2 separate regions of the Sus scrofa genome follow, and region 2 is linked to region 1. A link is a contact called in public HiChIP or PLAC-seq data. All regions are on one chromosome and are shown on one strand. The core of a region is the stretch at or near the end of the contact, and the rest is flanking DNA. Distances in the headings are between cores, read along the strand shown.

Region 1 (5,519 bases), core at 2,101-4,600:
CTGTCTTACTCAGCCTTCGTACCGCAGGCACCTCTTCCTCAGGAAGTTTTCCTGGAGCCCCCATTTTATGCTCCCAGAACTTGTGCCCTAACACCCATCACTTCTTCACTGTCACACACACACACACACACACACACACACACACAAAACCCAAATCACTTTACCGTATACCTGAAACGAACACAACATTATAAATCAACTAGACTTCGGTTAAAAAAAACAAAAACAAAAAAACCCCCTGCAATTCTCAAATCCTTGAACTTTGGGTCACAAGCATCTGGCAAGACTAGGATTGGTAGGTTTTGATTTTTCCGACATCTGTTTTTCTAAGCTCAGTGTTTTACATTTGCCTGCTCTCATCTCCCAGCTAGGTAATTAGATAAAACCTCCACAGTAGAAAAGAAACCAAGAAGCGTGATGCCAGGGCCAGAAGGCAGTTTTACAACAGACTCTGGTTCCAACCTGTCTCTCATAACTCGGAGCAACGTTCTCCTTTGTAAACGGAGATAGTAACAGCTGCCCCTCTCAAACTGCTAAAGGACCATGGAAAGCAGGGTAGATAAAGCACTTGGCAAGGAAAGGGACTTCAATAAATGACAGTAAATGCTTTCCTTCCCCAACTCTTGCCCTTGGCGTGTTAACTTCTGCGAAAGGTTATTATTATGCCAAAGGAAGGCCAGGTAAGCTCGCCAACACTCACCTTCTCTGCCATCCCCTCTTCTCCTCCAACAAAAAAGTCTGTTTTGCGACGAAGGAAGCTGAAGAAAGTGTTCACAAGCTGAAAGACAGAAGGCAAAAGACTGAAGCTGTAGAGGTGCCATACAGGGAGCCCCTTAACCACACACAAGCAACCTCCTTCACCTAGGAAGGAACTTGGGACTGGACCATTTCAACCCTGAGCCTCCCAACTGGGAAAACATCCCCCCCAACAGCCCTGCCTTAGTTACTTCTGCCAGGAAGCCTAACCTAACCTGATCTAGAGCAACAGAAAGGGAGAATTCTCATTTCTTGTGTATATGCATATGTGTATTTCACATTTTTTGTGATGCTAGAAGCAGCCTGAGGATATGGGGCACTGCATCCAGGTTTGAAATGCCTGGGGCCTAGCTTTCCTCTCCATGTAGCAAAAAGCCCATCCAGAGTGGCGCTGGCTGAGTTACTAGGGCAGAGCTGGAAGGAGAGAACAAAGAAGGCCACTTCAAAGAAGGTTAAGACCCACTAACTCTGGTGTTTTTTTCTTTGAGGGGAGGAGGGAGGTTAGCTACAGAAGCTCCTGGGGCCAGGGATCAAAATCAAGCCACAGCATGGACAACACTGGATCCATAACCACCAGGCCACCAGGGAACTCCAAAACCAGCTAACTCTGGCTGGGTGCATCAGTGCAGTCAAGTTGTTAAGTGCGTCGGTTTGGGAGTTCCCGTTGTGGCTCAGTGCTTATGAACGCAACTAATATTCATGAGGACATGGGTTCGATCCCTGGCCTTGCTCAGTGGGGTAAAGATCGAGCGTTGCAGTGGGCTGTGGTGCAGGTCACAGACATGGCTTGGATCTGGCGTTGCTATGACTGTGGCATAGGCTGGCAGCTGCAGCTCTGATTCAAACCCTAGCCTGTGAACTTCCATATGCCATGGGTGTGGCCCTAAAAAGGAAAAAAAAAAAGAGCATCGTTTTGGCCATTAGATTGATATACATTAGCTCTGTGACCTGGGGACAGTGTCTTAACTCTATGAAACAGAAATAGCAGCAGGACCAATTTCTAGGGATACACGTGAGGATCCTTGAGAGGACCAAAGGAAGACATGCAGGTGAGGTCCTTAATAGCGTCTGGCTAAAGAACCTCGGCCACAGAGAGAGCTCCTCACAAGTAGGCACCATGAACCATGACTCTGTGTACATCCCCAAGGCCTGGCACCAGACCTGGCTCAGAGTGCATGCTCAGAAAACTTTTGCTGAGCAAAAAGATCTAGTGATGACTGAGGGTTGGCACATATAAATAAGCCCTTTTATTTGCCCAAGTGAGAGGTTCTAAATCTGACGCTAGAATTTATCTCAACAGTTTCAATTCCTGCTTCTGGACACTTTTTCAATTCACTCAAAAATGAACTCACTTCCAAATCCAGGTGCAACAACAATTTAGGGGGGTAGGAGAAGGGAGACTTTCACATCTGCAAATTAGTAGCACTCTTCCCACAGGGACCTGAATGAGAATGGGAATGGAAGGCTCCAATGAGACACAGAATCAACAATGGACTGTGGAAAGCACACACTGGCCTAAGGATTCTGGTCCCCTCTAAGCCAGGAGCCTGTTGGATGAGCTTGGGCAAGCTCCTTCAGTTTCTTTAAAGAAAGACTAATCTTGATAGGTTTTGCTACGTTTAACTTTCCATCGTCCAAAAAACCAACTCCAGAATCTTTACTAGTTGGTCCTTATCCTTTTCCTACACATGTTATTGGGTTTGGTCACTAAGCATGAATTATGTTCTTGCACACATCAATTACTCAACAAACACTTGTTGAATGTTCGAGTCTGATTACCGAGAATTCTTCACTGTCCTTCACTTCAAGACACTACTCTCCTACAAATTCAGGAAGTAAGGATTCGTAGCTCTGTCTCAAAGAAAGAAACTGAAGCTTGGAGACATGAAACAGTCCAAGTTGTTAGGAAATGCAAAACACGCCTCCTATTCTCTCATTCAAGATCTAGAAAGACCACGTGTTAATATCACCCCCCCCACCCCCACACATCGCATACATTCTTCCGCTCGCCCCAAGTCTTGGTACATGCAAATCTCAATGCCTAGAACATCCTAAAGGATGTTCTTTGGGGGCGGCCACCAGAGGGGAAAAGGGCCGGAAGCAGGTTGGAGACTAAAGAGGGGGAAGGGATTCCAAGACTCGGGCCTTCCCAGGGGCAGATAAAGGGATGCCAGAGCTGTTAAGATGGTAACTACTGAGGGGCCCCAGGGATCCAGAACTGGTCCGAGCGCAAGACTTGCGGCGGGGAGGCCAGACTAGAAGCTGGGGTGCAATGAGAATGCGGGATCCTAAAGCCCGCAAGGCCCAGGGGTGGATCTCGTCTCTCGAAGGCAGCGAAGGGAGGAAAGAGAGTGGCTGGGCCGCCTGGGTGGGCCAGGCCAAGCCAATGCCGAGCGGGTCGTTACCTCCTGCACGCCTCCCTCGTGCTGCTGCGCCATCGCCAACAACATGCCGTCGAAACGATCCTCCTCCTGGTCTCCACCCATCTTGCCAGCTGCTAGCCACGCTCCGAAATCTGAGCTCTGCTCTCGCGTCCCGCGCTCTCGGCGCCTTCGGGTCGCGTCCGGTGCAACGGTTTCAGTCCTCCGCCTTCCGCAGCGGAGACGGAAACACGCACGCGCCCCGCTGCCTTGGCCCGCCCGCCTGCTCTCTCCTCCCGCCTCCCTTGTGGCCAGCGGCCATTGACCGTGCGGCAAGCAGCCCGCTTCACTGACCATTGGTCGACTTGCTGAGCCAATCAAAGAGCGCGTCCGTGAGCGGTGGGCGGAGTCGAAGGCCTCTGAGTTTGGTGTGAGTTGCTATGGTCACCAGGAACCTTTTGGAGCCTTCCAGAAAACCCTGGGCTCAAATCACGCGGGCCTGAAAGTTGAAAAAGCACAAACTTTGAATTTACGCCTTGAGAGTGACCGCTGAGCTTGTAGAACGGTAAAGCGTTCTTAATCATCTCTTCCAAGTTTTCCATCGGCCAACTGAGGCCCAGAAAGGAGAAGGGAACTTGCCCCAAAAGACAGCCTACCCCTGTTGTCATCACATACTCCATACAAATTGTGCAGTCGCAGGGGACCCGGACTTAGAAAGTCCCTTGGTGCTGGGGTTAATGCTCTTCTGCTGCAGTCCTGAGACTCTTAATATTTTTTAACAAGAGCCCCACCCCCAACCCCGCATTGTCATTTTGCGCAGTTTCATGCAAATTATGTAATGAGTGCTAAATTCGAACTTCACTTTTGTGCGGGACAGACCCCAGCCATCTAAGGCCAAACCCTCTACTTTTGTATTGAATTTCATCATCTTAGTCTTTTCAGGGATTCTACTCTTACTATCCTTTCCTAATTCTCCTGCATCAGAATTTTTTTTTTTCCCTACTCAATGAATCTGCATCACAATTTTCTTTCTTCTGGATCATCCCTTTTAACTTACAAATATACTTTAATGCCACTTCTTTTTTTATTCTTCTATGACCCCCCCACACAAACTTTTCTCCTCCTACCATTCCAATTTTATTTTTTTATTTTTTATTTTATTTTATTTTTTGTCTTTTTGCCTTTTCTTGAGCCGTTCCTGCGGCACATGGAGTCCAATCAGAGCTATAGCCACCGTCCTACGCCAGAGCTACAGCATCGCAAGATCCAAGCTGCATCTGCGACCCACGCCACAGCTCACTGCAACACCGGATCCTTAACCCACTGAGCAAGGCCAGGGATCGAACCCGCAACCTCATGGTTCCTAGTCAGATTCGTTAAGCACTGAGCTTCGATGGGAACTCCTATCCCAATTTTAAAATCTCTTTGACAGCAAAACTTGAAAAAAATTTGCTATACTTGTTTCTCCACTTCCTCACCTTCCGTCTCTCCTCGATTTACTCTGGTCTTTACTTAAGACTCTGACCAAGGATACAATGACCTACTTATTGCCAAAACCAGTAAAGCACTATTACAGTGCTCAGCTTCTCAGCTGCATTTGACACAGTTGACCTCTTCTTCCTTCTAGAAACAATTTTTTCCCTAGTCTTCTGTTATGGATGGAACTGTATTCCTCCATTATTCTTATATTGAAACCCTAACTCTCTTTGGAATTCCCACCGCGGCTCAGCAGAAACAAATCTGACTAGTTTCTGTGAAGACGCAGGTTTGATCCCTGGCCTCACTCAGTGGGTTAAGGATCCAGTATTGCCATGAGCTGTGGTATAGGTCCCAGATGAGGTTCTGATCCGGAGTTGCTGTAGCTATGGCCTAGGCCGGTGGCTACAGCTCAGATTCGACCCCTAGCCTGAAACCTCCATGTGCCACAATTCTGCCCTAAAGAGCCAAAAAAAAAAAAAAAAAAATTAAGAAGAAACCCTTACTCCCAGTGTGACTGTTTTTTGGAAATAGGGGTATTTAAACATGTAATTAGAGTTAATTCATACAGATGTGGCCCTAATCCAAAATAGTTAGTGTCCTTACTAGAAGAGAAAGAAAACCCAGGGACTCACGAGCAAGCGGAGGAAAGGCCACGTGAGGCAGCTATGTGCAAGCCAAAAAGAGAAGCCTCAGAGGAAAGCAAACCTGCCAACATCTTGATCTTGGACTTCCAGGTTTGGAGAACTGTAATAAAATTAACTACTGTTGTCAAGTCAGTCTGTAATAGTTTGTTATGGCAGCCCTAGCAGACTGACAGAGTTTGCACGTCCTCACACTTACATGGTTTTCTTCCCACTTCACTAACTCTCCTTCTCCGTGTTCTGATCTACCCAGGTTTATAAATGTTGGGGGCTCTGTCCTTTA
Region 2 (5,519 bases), core at 1,490-3,989, 640 kb before region 1:
ATCCTTGAGGACTCAGGTTCAATCCCTGGCCTCGCTCAGTGGGTTAAGGATCCGGCATTGCGTTGCCATGAGCTGTGGTGTAGGTCGCAGACATGGCTTGGATCCCGAGTTACTGTGGCTGTGGCATAGGCTGGTGGCTACGGCTCCAATTAGACCCCTAGCCTGGGAACCTCCATATGCCGTGGGTGTGACCCTAAAAAAAAGAGTAATAAAATAAAATAATTTAAAAGCCATAAGCAAATATTGGACTCTAGTTAATGATATGCATGCTTAAGTGTTTAGGATCAAGTACATTGATGTCCACAACTTTCAAATGCATCACAAAGAAGACAGATTAATATACTGACAGAGAGGGATAGATGCAAATAATAGTAAATGTAAATTATAGAATCTAAATAGTGGGTAGATGGGTGTTTTTGTCTAGTTTTTTCAACCTTGTTTTGTGAAAAAAAAAAAAAAAAAAAAAAAAAAAAAAAAAAAAAAAAAAAAAAAAAAAAAAAAAAAAAAAAATTTGTTTTGTTTGAAAATACTCATAACAAAATGGGGAAAATATTCCTAGAATTGAAATGAGGCTGATTAAAATTAGGCTTCTAGGTCTATGTGTGAGCTCGAAAACTGACTCCACCCTGCTGAAGACAGTATCACCCACAGTTGCAGTTCCACAAAAGTGGAACTACTATACCAATAAGCCACTTTGTTATTAAAAAGTCCCCCAAAGATGTGTGTTCATTCACACCTAAGTGTTTTTCACACTTTTCAAAATGAGATTCACACAAGCAAGTGTAAAGGCAAATAAGTTTCAAATGTGACCAGGGCTAACAAACCATTTGTCAGGATTATCACATTTCTAAAAGTTCTTCCTTTGGCTTATAAATTCTTCAAGCTTCGTATGAAAACATACTAGAACATGAGGCTTACGTTGTTATGGGATTGGTTTCTTACTATCAAAAAGATCAAAGCCACAATATAAAACTATCAAAAATCTGAAAAATAATAATTTAAGCAATCAATGGATAACTAGGGAACCAACATGTGTATTTTACCTCCATTGACTGTCTTATAAACAGTAAATTATCAGAATCTGTGTGTAATGCAATTGATTACAGATCTGTATGTTATAATGCAAATGATTACAGATCTGGATATTGAAATGCAATAAATTACAGATTTTAAGAAGAAAAGTCTGCTAACATATTTCATGGTTAAGGAAAACTGTACCTCTCCTGCTGGTACTCAGTCCTACAGTAGGTGCACTTCACAACAGGGTGTGCAATCCGACATTCCTGAAATGAAATGAGGATATAATTTTAAAAGGCAGTCAGAAATGGAAACAGCCTTCAGTAGGAGGCAGAGACCTGGGTACTATTCCAAGCATATCCACTGTGCTTGAGTTAGTCACTTAAACTTTCTAGGACTAATTTCTTTCTTCTGTGATTCTGGCATCACCACCCTGCATTGATGTGGGAGTTAAGTAAGAATTTATATGGAACTAGTCATAAATTGTGAAACAAAAGTATGAATAAGTCACAGACTAGGAATCAGAAGCCCTGGATTCTAGTCCGGTTCTCCCTCTGCCACTGTGTGATTCTTTTCAGCAGGTTCACTTTTGAAATCAAAGTGCTGAATTAAATTCATTATTGCTCACAAACATAAAACTGCCCTAAAAAACATACATATGTATGTATATATACACACACACAAACACATGATTAAATATACATGTATATATATATATATGTCCAAAAAAGGCACTCAAACATTTGAGTTTTTGAGTTCTCTCATAAATAGTAAACAAAAAGTGAAGAAGTCCTGGCTATTTGAGGCAATAATGACATACAATTATGAGTTATCCATACCAGAGACACAAACTCTGGATTATTTGGGGATATCTCAACATCACTCTCCAGTTGGCTTAGTGACTTTTACTGTATCCTCACAACACCTCTACTCATTTAAATAGGCAAAACAAGATGAAGCAACTTAAAACGAAAAAAGAGAACTTGGACCTTCGGGGTAAAAACTGATCAGCGGCTGGTTAGGGCGAGGACCGAAGGTCACTAACTAGATGCTGAAAAATCATCCTTTTGCCTCGTGAGCTTGACAGTGGGGCTTTATTATAAAGCCTCACTATGTCCCACTCCGAAACTGGCTGAGAGGTGCCCGTGAGACGCCCGAGTTCGAGACGATCCTCCCAGGCAGCACCCAACTCTGGAGTTCAGTCCCAGGCGAGGCACGGGGTCCCTAAGCCTGAAACCAGGCAGACCCCGGCAGCGGGGAAGCCAGCCCAAGAGCGACCTAGGGCGCGGCTTGTCAGGGGCGTGAGGGGGACCCGCTGTCCCCTCCCCCGACCTCGGAGGGTCAGAGAACAATCCCTCGCGGTTGCTAAGCGCCCGGACACGCCCGCCGCGGGGGCCCGGATAGGGCCTGGATCTCCCCTACATGCCTCGCCGACCCCCAATGGGGCGGGTACGGTTTCTCAGTTCTGTGAGCCAGCCACGCCCTGCCCGAGGGACCCCGCCGGGCGTCCCCGCAGAACCGGGAGCTCCGGGCCGCGCCTCCAGCGTCCCAGTTCCCGGCCGCCGCCCCAGCCCGCGCACCTTGCACAGCTGCTGCCCCTGAGACAGCGCCTCGAAGGGGAAGCGCTGGTGGCACTTGGTGCAGGCGTAGAGCGCCGCCATGTCCGGCCCGGGCCGTGCTCACCGCCCCGCCGGCCCGGCCCGCCGCTTTATCTGACAGTCTGAGGTACAACCTGGCGGCAGGCTGCGGGCTGCGGCAGGCGGGCGGGCCCTCGGGTGCGGGCGGACCAGGGCGGGCGCGGCGGCGCTGAACGCCCGTTCACTGGTTCATTTAGACGTCTATCAAGCACGAAGGGGCGGGACACGGAGCTTCTTACGACTCTGATTCGGTCTGGACTCGAGTACGCCACTTATGACGCGCGCGGCCTCGATTATGTAAAGCGCAGTCACGCGGGGGCGCCGCTGGGAGGGACGGTCTCCCGCCGGGAACCTCGGAAGCGCCTAAGACTCCTCCCACTTCGCTCTCGGTTCCCGCCTTCGCTCCTCCTCTCCCCGGCCGCTGGCGCAACCGCGCTTCTCGCGATACCTCCACGGAGTTGTGAGGTTTCAGTTTCCATGGAGTTGCCCCCTGGCAGCGGGTTGGGTGGAGTGTGTTGCATGGTTGAACCAGACCTCTGTCGCCACCCGGTGCGTGAAGATGAGCTTGTGAGAAGAAGCCTCCATCATCCGGGCAGGAGGGGCCCTCACGGCCCTCCCACTGGAGGGCCAGGAGGGAACCCTGAGAGGCAACTTAGAGGAGTGCCCTCTGAGACCCCTAAAAACGGAAAACTCTAGGGTCGCTGACCTGCAGAGAGAAATAGAGTGGCCCCAGAGAGAGCACCCCTGTGTTGTTTCTACACAGGGCCTTCTGGCTGCTAGAGTGATGACAGCTCCTCTAGGAGGGAGAAGACGGATACTAAGGAGAAGCCTTCCACCTCTGAGAGCCCTCGCGCCCCAGAGGCCCCGTCAGAGTGGGATGCAACTGGTCTGAGGCCTGCTTCCTACTGTGTCTAATCCAGACGCACCCTCAGCTTCTTTCTTGAACTGCCAGGCATTTCCTGGTTAGGCCCGGCCGGAAGGCGAGCTACGCCCTCCTATCCTAGCTACGTGTCCTAACTGCTCCCTGCCTGGGGCATCTAGGGGTAGTCCAAGGAATTGCAAACTTGTGGTTTTTTGTTTGTTTTGTTGCTTGTTTGTTTTTGTCCTATTATGGCCACACCCAGGGCCTATTGAAGTTCCCAGGCTAGGGGTCAAGAATCCGAGTCGCGCGACCACAGTAATGCCAGATCTGAGCTGCGTTTGGGAACGACACCGCAGCTCGAGGCAACATGGGATCCTTTAACCCACTGGGCAAGGCCAGGGATGGAAGCTGCAACCTCATGGATACTAGTGGGTTTCCTTACCACTGAACCACAAGAGGAACTCCCATACTTTTGGTTCTTGAGGCTTTGGCAAAGCTTCCTGCAGTGCTGACCTTTCCAAGTCTCTGCCTATAGCTGCTCTTAGGCTGAGATTAGGTTTAGCTCTGCCAACCGCTTGAACAGTACTAACTGCAATTTTACCTCAACGTGCTTTTTTTTTTTTCCACAGCAACTGAGGGCGCATTTGTGGCTTATAAATCCCTGCCTCCCCAAAATTACTCTCCCTGATATCCAAATCCAGCCCCCCCTCCCCCCCCATTGTGAGTTTGCCCAAAGATGTGTATAATCAAATATTTAGGCGCTGGAGTCAGAAAACTGAAGTTCAAAGTCACTGCTCCATATTTACTAGCTATGTAAACTTGAACTTCTGAACTTCTCACTTTGGCTGAGTTTCTCAGAGCCTCACTTTCCTCCGTGGTACAATTGGGTGATTGTGGGGGGTCAAAAATAGTACATGGGAGTTCCCGTCGTGGCGCAGTGGTTAACGAGTCCGACTGGGAACCATGAGGTTGCGGGTTCGGTCCCTGCCCTTACTCAGTGGGTTAAGGATCCGGCGTTGCCGTGAGCTGTGGTGTAGGTCGCAGACGCGTCTTGGATCCCGCGTTGCTGTGGCTCTGGCGTAGGCTGGTGGCTACAGCTCCGATTCTACCCCTAGCCTGGGAACCTCCATATGCCGCGGGAGTGGCCCAAGAAATAGCAAAAAGACCAAAAAAAAAAAAAAAAAAAAAAAAAATAGTACATGGAGGGTAATGGAGGAAAAGTGTTTTAACAGGTAAGGGGTTTTACTTTGGAATGATGAAAATGTCTTGGAACTAGTTAGAGGTGGTGGTTGCACGGCACTGTGAATGTACTAACTGCCACTGAATTGTTCTCTTTAAAATGATTAATTTTGTATTGTGTGAATTTCACCTCTATTTATTTATTTATTTATTTATTTATTTATTTTTGGTCTTTCTGTTTTTTTTGGTCCACACCCGTGGCATATGGAGGTTCCCAGGCTAGGGGTCAAATCAGAGCTACAGCTGCCAGCCTACAGCACAGCCACCGCAACACCAGATCTGAAGTTCATCTGTGACCTACACCACATCTCACATTCTTAACCCACTGAACAAGGCCAGGGATCAAACCCATAACCTCATGGTTCCTAGTTGGATTCATTTCTGCTGGGCCACAACGGGAACTCCTCAAAATTGTTTTGTTTTGTTTTGTTTTGTTTTAAGGATGCAGGCTTGGAAGAGGGACTGCCTGGCTTTGAATCCCAGCTATAACACTTAGAAGCTGTATGATTTTGGGCATATTAAAAACAAACAAACAGGAGTTCCCATCTTGGCGCAGCAGAAACGAATCCGACTAGTATCCATGAGGGTGCGGGTTTGATCCCTGGTCTCGCTCAATAGGTTAAGGATCCAGCATTGCCATGAGCTGTGGTATAGGTCACAGACGTGGCTCGGAACCTGGGTTGCTATGGCTGTGGTGTAGGCTGGCAGCTGTAGTTCCAATTCGACCCCTAGCCTGGAAACCTCCATATGCCACAGGTGTGGCC

Evidence for each region. HiChIP or PLAC-seq counts read pairs in DNA pulled down with a chosen protein or histone mark.
Region 2: a contact with region 1 is called in an H3K27ac HiChIP or PLAC-seq map of alveolar macrophages. The contact joins the promoter of FAM76A here to the promoter of NUDC in region 1. A contact is called at or near these places in 1 of 5 promoter capture datasets (liver) and 1 of 2 datasets of contacts at active chromatin or transcription factors (alveolar macrophages).

What each region holds. Positions count from the first base shown.
Region 1 is chr6:84,236,526-84,242,044 of Sscrofa11.1, reverse strand. NUDC (nuclear distribution C, dynein complex regulator) reads right to left here and starts at 3,350. Exons shown (of 9, transcript NM_001243803.1): 1 at 3,162-3,350; 2 at 701-778. The coding sequence starts at 3,242.
Region 2 is chr6:84,877,314-84,882,832 of Sscrofa11.1, reverse strand. It overlaps FAM76A (family with sequence similarity 76 member A), which reads right to left and starts at 2,739. Exons shown (of 5, transcript NM_001243460.1): 1 at 2,598-2,739; 2 at 1,219-1,283. The coding sequence starts at 2,678.